2 separate regions of the Gossypium hirsutum genome follow, and region 2 is linked to region 1. Evidence: chromatin contacts called from public Hi-C data. All regions are on one chromosome and are shown on one strand. Each heading gives the region's core, a stretch centred on a gene start, on an enhancer-like site or on the middle of the called end of the contact. The rest is flanking DNA. Distances are from core to core; before and after follow the strand shown. Region 1 holds the start of LOC107918358 (chloroplastic import inner membrane translocase subunit TIM22-2). Region 2 holds the start of LOC107919533 (65-kDa microtubule-associated protein 1).

Region 1 (2,828 bases), core at 11-2,510:
AACAAGCACAAAAAAAAAAAAAAAAAAAGAGGCAATGTTACTCCGATTTTACAAGGCATACCATCATCTTTTCCCCGAAGCCTCTTCAAAAAGCAAACAACCAAACTGTGAACGCCGGACAAAACTGCAAATGTCTATAAAGAGAAAACAATGTGATATAACCGAAAGATTTGTTCACTCAAGAGGGGAAAAACTAGAATTGCATTATTTTGTGATCATGAGATTCTCATACCTTGGCGTAAGATCCTGCCTCCACAAAGGATCCTTTAAAGCCTTTCTTTTTAATCAATCCTGACCCTAAGACAGACATGGAAAGAGAAAAATTAAAGTATACACCTGATTTCAGGCACACAATGAGCCACAGAAAAAAGATCAGATGGTCTAGTCGAAAATACTGCCCAAAAGAAAGCTCAGCCACTATTGGTCAAGCCCTAACCTTGAAACAAAATTTTCAGGACATTGAACATGCATTTTAGGACAACCAAGAACCTAAATGAAAGCATAAAATCCTACTTCTCACACAAAATCAAATACGTAATAGCTCAATCTTTTAAAAGTCTAAAGTTCTCAAAAGGGTTAATGTTCAAGCTTAAAGACAGAAGCCAAAGGAAATTATTCAATCTAAATTACAATTAGAAATGCATAAAAACAGAATAATCCACTGTTCAGATATAATGACTATCTTCTCCACTCAATTACTATCAATATTCCATCGGTACATACGATATTCTAAGTTTAAACTCATATGTACTAAAATAAAAAAGTTCATGCAAAAAAATAAAATTACACAAAGAAAAAAGAGTTCTGATCTGACTTAAAATTTTCAAAAACCTAAATTCACAAATAACATCAAAACTAAACTTACCAAGAAATTCAATGGAAAAATTCCCAAAAATTTGTTCTGTACCAAACTTACCAACAACGCCAAAAAAAACCCCGAGAGAGGGAAAAATCATAAAATATTTAGCAATGAAAAGAGAAAAATAATACCGTAGCCAAAGATGGAGCCCATGAAGGCACCGGCGGCGGAGTCTCCTGCGAATTGGAAGAGGCATACGGCAGGGGAATTGGAATTGGATGGTGTTAGGATTATGGCTTTTGAAGAATTAGGATTAGGGTTTGTTTCAATATCAGATCCAGCTGAAGTGTTTGGAGAATCCGAAGTAGCCATTTTTGTCCAAAAACTACTATGAGTTCCTTTTCCCCCTTTCTCGACGTGCCTATCTATCTTTTCTTTACAAGACATCTGATATTTTGTTTTGATTATCTGCAAACGACGGCGTTTTATGAAGCTTCCATATTTTTTTTGGGCAAACTACACCATTAGTCACTAAACTACAGGTATGTTTTTGTTTTGTTTACTTAACTAAAAAAAGTTACAATTTGGTCATTGAACTATTAGAAATGTCTAAACTATTCAAATATTTTATTCAAGTCACCACGCTATTAAGTTTTTTTTTTAGTTCCACCAAAAAGCTCCAAGTGACGATTCGATGTTCAATACGATAGATTAGTACCCATTGACGAATAGAAGAACATACATTAGATCCAAGTTGATTTGACGATTAGTGTTAGAAATCGAAAAAAGAAGTTGTTTGAGTTTTTGTTCACAGATTTGTAATATCTAAAGTTGTTTCATGAAAAAAAAACTAAACTATAGAAGAGAAGAGGAAGAGAGCTTTCGATTTTAACAACCGAAAACTTTTGAATAATTCAGTAGCCAAAATAAAAAAATCTACACATAATTTAGTGACTAATAATGTAATTTACCCTAATATTTTTATTGGACACCAAATCATTTTATAACTAAGCTTGAACTTGTTACCCATATTCAACCCAAATCAAAACTAATTCAATCCATTACAAAATCCAAATACTCAACCCAAAACTAGTACTTTACAATTCATCATTTTATTTAATTATAAAAAAAATATTTTTCCATTAAATAAATAATCGTAGAGAAATAATTCTTTCTTTTTCCTTTCATATATAGCCTTTAAGAAACCTTACAACCATTGATAATTTTAGGCCAAAGAAATAATTTTATGCAATAGCTCATTTGAAATAATTTCTTAAATGAAAAGAAAAAGATAAAAAGAATTTTTAAATTGAAGATTTAAGTTCTGCATGAAAACGTTTCAAAGGCAAATTTCAATAGAAAATCTATTATTAATACCCCAAAGAATGCGTTGCTGACATGACATCGTAGACTCAAAAAAAATTTATTAGAGATCAGATGATGCATTCAATACAAGAATAGTAGTTTGTGTCCCTCTTGCTCTCACCCATGTCCAACATATATATATCCGGATATGGGTATAAAATTGACTTGTAACTTTTACACACCAAAAAAAAAAAACATTTTTAAAAGAATTAAATTGTGTAAGATACATACCCGTATCCGACACTCACAAACAACATAGGTATACATATCTTCATTCTGACCGAAGTAAGGTCAGATTTGTTTTAGATGAATTAGTAATGTTCTTGATATATTGCTCCGAATTCTGCTCTCCAAGCCTGATCATCATATAGAATTGCACTGCTGTTGTGTGATGCTGCTACATCTGAATCCTCTCGATATAATGGTTGCAGTGCAGATTCTGGCAATCTGCTCTCTGCAAGGTACTGTTTCATGGTCACCATTTCCATCTTGTGTTTTCTTTTCAACTTATCCACTTGCTTTTTCAACTTTTCATTCTCTTGCTGAACATTACTAAAGTTCTCCTGTAAAAAAAAATTCAAGTTAGGATCAATTCTGCAGTTCCTTTTATGTAGCAGTATAAATGTAGAAGTTAGTTTACCTCAGCAATTGAGGCAGCTTGCTC
Region 2 (3,064 bases), core at 51-2,550, 140 kb before region 1:
ATCTTTCTTTCCTTGCATTGTCACTGTATTGAGGAAGTTCTCACGTTGCCTAAATTCATCCTTTTATGCAGAAAAGTTATCACTATATTGCACTACTCAAGGCCGTGATGAGACTATCATTGACTTCTTTGAAAGCAGCTGATGTCAAAGATATTGCATCTTTGATCACAACAATTCCTGCTAGATTTGTCAAAAAAAAAATTCTGTAGAATGGGAAGATTGCAGTTAAGGAGAAGAAGAGTTCTAAGAAGGTAATATATGATTTGGTTTCTCTTCTTTTACATTTCCTACAATGCAATAATTTTTTATGCTATTATTCATGTTTTTGTTGTTGAGTTTTGGCATGATACAGAGACTAAGAGGATTGAAGAACATGAGGGGTATGGAAAGTGATTCAGGTTGAAGATACATGAATGGCAGAGCAGGACCCTTTTTCTTTTTTGATATTTTTGGGGGAATATTTTTGGAATTGATGTTAATTTGGGGAAAAATATAGAGAAGTTAAAATAGGAGTCTGCTTGCTTGTTTGGTGTATAGATGTTTGATATTTTTCATATATATAAAAAAGAGAATAATTATTATTTTTGGATCAATATTTATAATTTGGCAACTGTGATCCCATGAGATTATGTTATGATTTTTATTAATTCATATTTTAATAATAATTATATTAAGAATGTTATTAAATTATTTATTTTTAATTTTATCAAATTATATTTGATAATAATTATATTAAAATATGATTAAATTATTCTTTATTATTAAATTTAATCATATGTATTAATAAAATAAATAATATTTATCTAGTTTAAGGGTTATAATATGTATTAATTCATATTTTAATAATAATTATATTTAAAAAATGATTAAATTAGTTATTATTTTTTAATCCTATTAAAATTTAATAACAATAATCATCTATCTAAAAAAATTCTGCTAAAGATATTCTAGTCATTTTAGTTTTTTTCTTATGCTATTACAACATATTTCATTCAACCAAACACAAGAATACTATTACAGTTCAGTTTTATTCTATTACATTCAACTAAACAATTGAATTATTAATTACAACTCTATTCAATTACAGCTCTATTCCATTACCGTGAACATACCCTTTTTAAGTGTTTGAGATTTATTTTCACATTGTTTAGTCACTATAATTTTTAGTCCCAAAAGTCAGAAAGAGACAAAGACAAACAAGTAAAATATTTAAAGGATTAGAAGCTGACAGTGTCATCTTCGTAAATAACACAAGAAAGACGGGTACTTAACGATCAGAATAATTTATCAAGACAACTAGATATGTTATAGGGTCCCACAGCCCGCATTTATCGTTTTTGTTCTCTGCATCAAAATTCAAAGCTTCTCTCACTCTCACAAACTCCACTCTCTGCAAAGATCAAAGCCTTAGATCTGAAGTAAAATAAAAACCCAGAAATCTTTGCTTAAAATAAGATCTGGTATGGCTTATTTATTCTTCTCCTCAGTTTCATTGTTCTCTCTCCTGCATTTTCAGCTTTGTTTACTCTTGTTTTGATCTTTATGTGACCAAAGTATGCTTTTCTTTTTTGTAATGGGTTTAAGAAAGATCTGAGGTTATCCTTGTAGTTGGTTTCATGAAAGTGTGTTTTTAGTGGATAATTGAGCTTTGAGTTTTCTTTGCTATTTTAAGTGATTAATGTTTAGTGAATTTTGAGAAAGAAATGAAATTGTGAAGCTGGGTCGTTTTTGTTCAAGGCTGGTTGCCTGGCTTCGGTCAATCAAGGTACGGGTTTCATTGTTTGTTGAGGAATGTGAGGTAAATAACCTAAAAACTTGTTTTAAAAATGTTGATGGTTTGGCCAGAGTGTTTCAAATTTCTAATAAATTTGTTTTGTGTTACATTTGGCTAACATATTGGAAGCTCAATAGATCAAAACTGATATCTCTATCATACTTAAGGCTTTGTTTACATTGGTTCTTGATCTGAGATACAAAAATATTCATGTTCTTTTTCCTTGTAAACTCCCATCAGATTCATTTTTTATTGGTTTTGGATTAAGATATTCAAGAGAACTTTCCCTTGCTTCTTGCAAGAAGTCGTTGAGCATTCCTTTGTCCTCCTCGTAAATTTCAATGTTTGAGCAAGAGCAACCAAATTTTCTGCAAGTTTACTTGATTGATCAATTGCACTTTGGTCCAATATGTATGATGAGTCTTTTCTTTTTACTTCTTTTGTACTATGATCTGAACTCAGTGATACTTCCTACTAGCCTGCTTATTGCAATTTCCGAAGACAAACTTCAGAAACATTATCTAGTGTGCTTACTAAATACCGTGGTTGCATCTTCATTCTTTTTACTGCCTAAGATATTCTTTTATATGATTTCAATATTCGGATCCCTTACCAATTCATATCTTTTTACACTTTAAGTTTATCTTGTTTATTGCCATGAGATTCTTCAGTTAATCTAATTCTTGATACTTGTCCAAACTTAATGATATTCCATTGGTTGCGACTTCTGCTGCTAGGTGTATGTCATTTAGTCTGGTAAAGTGCTGTTTCTAGCTGGTCAAGAAGGTATATACTCATAATTGTCTAGTTCTGGGTTGTTCTTTCCTTTTAAATTGCAAGATTTAAAATAAATGTGTCTTAAAGTCTATTAAATGCTCTGGTGTAGGCTAGGTTGAAGTGGTAGAGTAAATGGCAGTAATGGATGCACAAAACCCTCTTCTAGGAGAAACCACTTGTGGCACTTTACTGCAGAAACTGCAAGTAATGTGGCTTCTAACTTGTTCTCTCCCATAAAATCTTTGTTTCTGGTGCATATCTGAATGTAGAAATATAGGAGGTAAAATGTTCTGCAATTGATTGAAGGAAATATGGGATGAAGTTGGTGAAAGTGATGAAGAGAGAGACAAGATGCTTCTTCAGATAGAGCAAGAGTGCTTGGATGTGTACAAAAGGAAGGTTGAGCAGGCTGCAAAATCAAGAGCAGAACTTCTTGTGACCTTGTCAGATGCCAAACTAGAGCTTTCCACACTTGTATCAGCTCTTGGAGACAAAAGTTTTCTTGGTGTTGTG

Evidence for each region. Hi-C and Micro-C count contacts between places; a contact is called where the count stands out from the background.
Region 2: a Hi-C map of leaf shows a contact between it and region 1, with 1.7 times the contacts expected there. The contact joins the promoter of LOC107919533 here to the promoter of LOC107918358 in region 1. A contact is called at or near these places in 4 of 34 Hi-C or Micro-C datasets (hypocotyl and leaf).

What each region holds. Positions count from the first base shown.
Region 1 is chrD13:49,592,455-49,595,282 of Gossypium_hirsutum_v2.1, reverse strand. It overlaps LOC107918358 (chloroplastic import inner membrane translocase subunit TIM22-2), which reads right to left and starts at 1,260. Exons shown (of 5, transcript XM_016847895.2): 1 at 991-1,260; 2 at 233-297; 3 at 62-134. The coding sequence starts at 1,246. It overlaps LOC107920516 (kinesin-like protein KIN-12F), which reads right to left. Exons shown (of 16, transcript XM_041109022.1): 15 at 2,805-2,828; 16 at 2,207-2,727. The coding sequence ends at 2,476.
Region 2 is chrD13:49,727,907-49,730,970 of Gossypium_hirsutum_v2.1, reverse strand. It overlaps LOC107919533 (65-kDa microtubule-associated protein 1), which reads left to right and starts at 1,300. Exons shown (of 11, transcript XM_016848977.2): 1 at 1,300-1,460; 2 at 2,512-2,560; 3 at 2,661-2,755; 4 at 2,858-3,061. The coding sequence starts at 2,684. It also overlaps the pseudogene LOC107919532.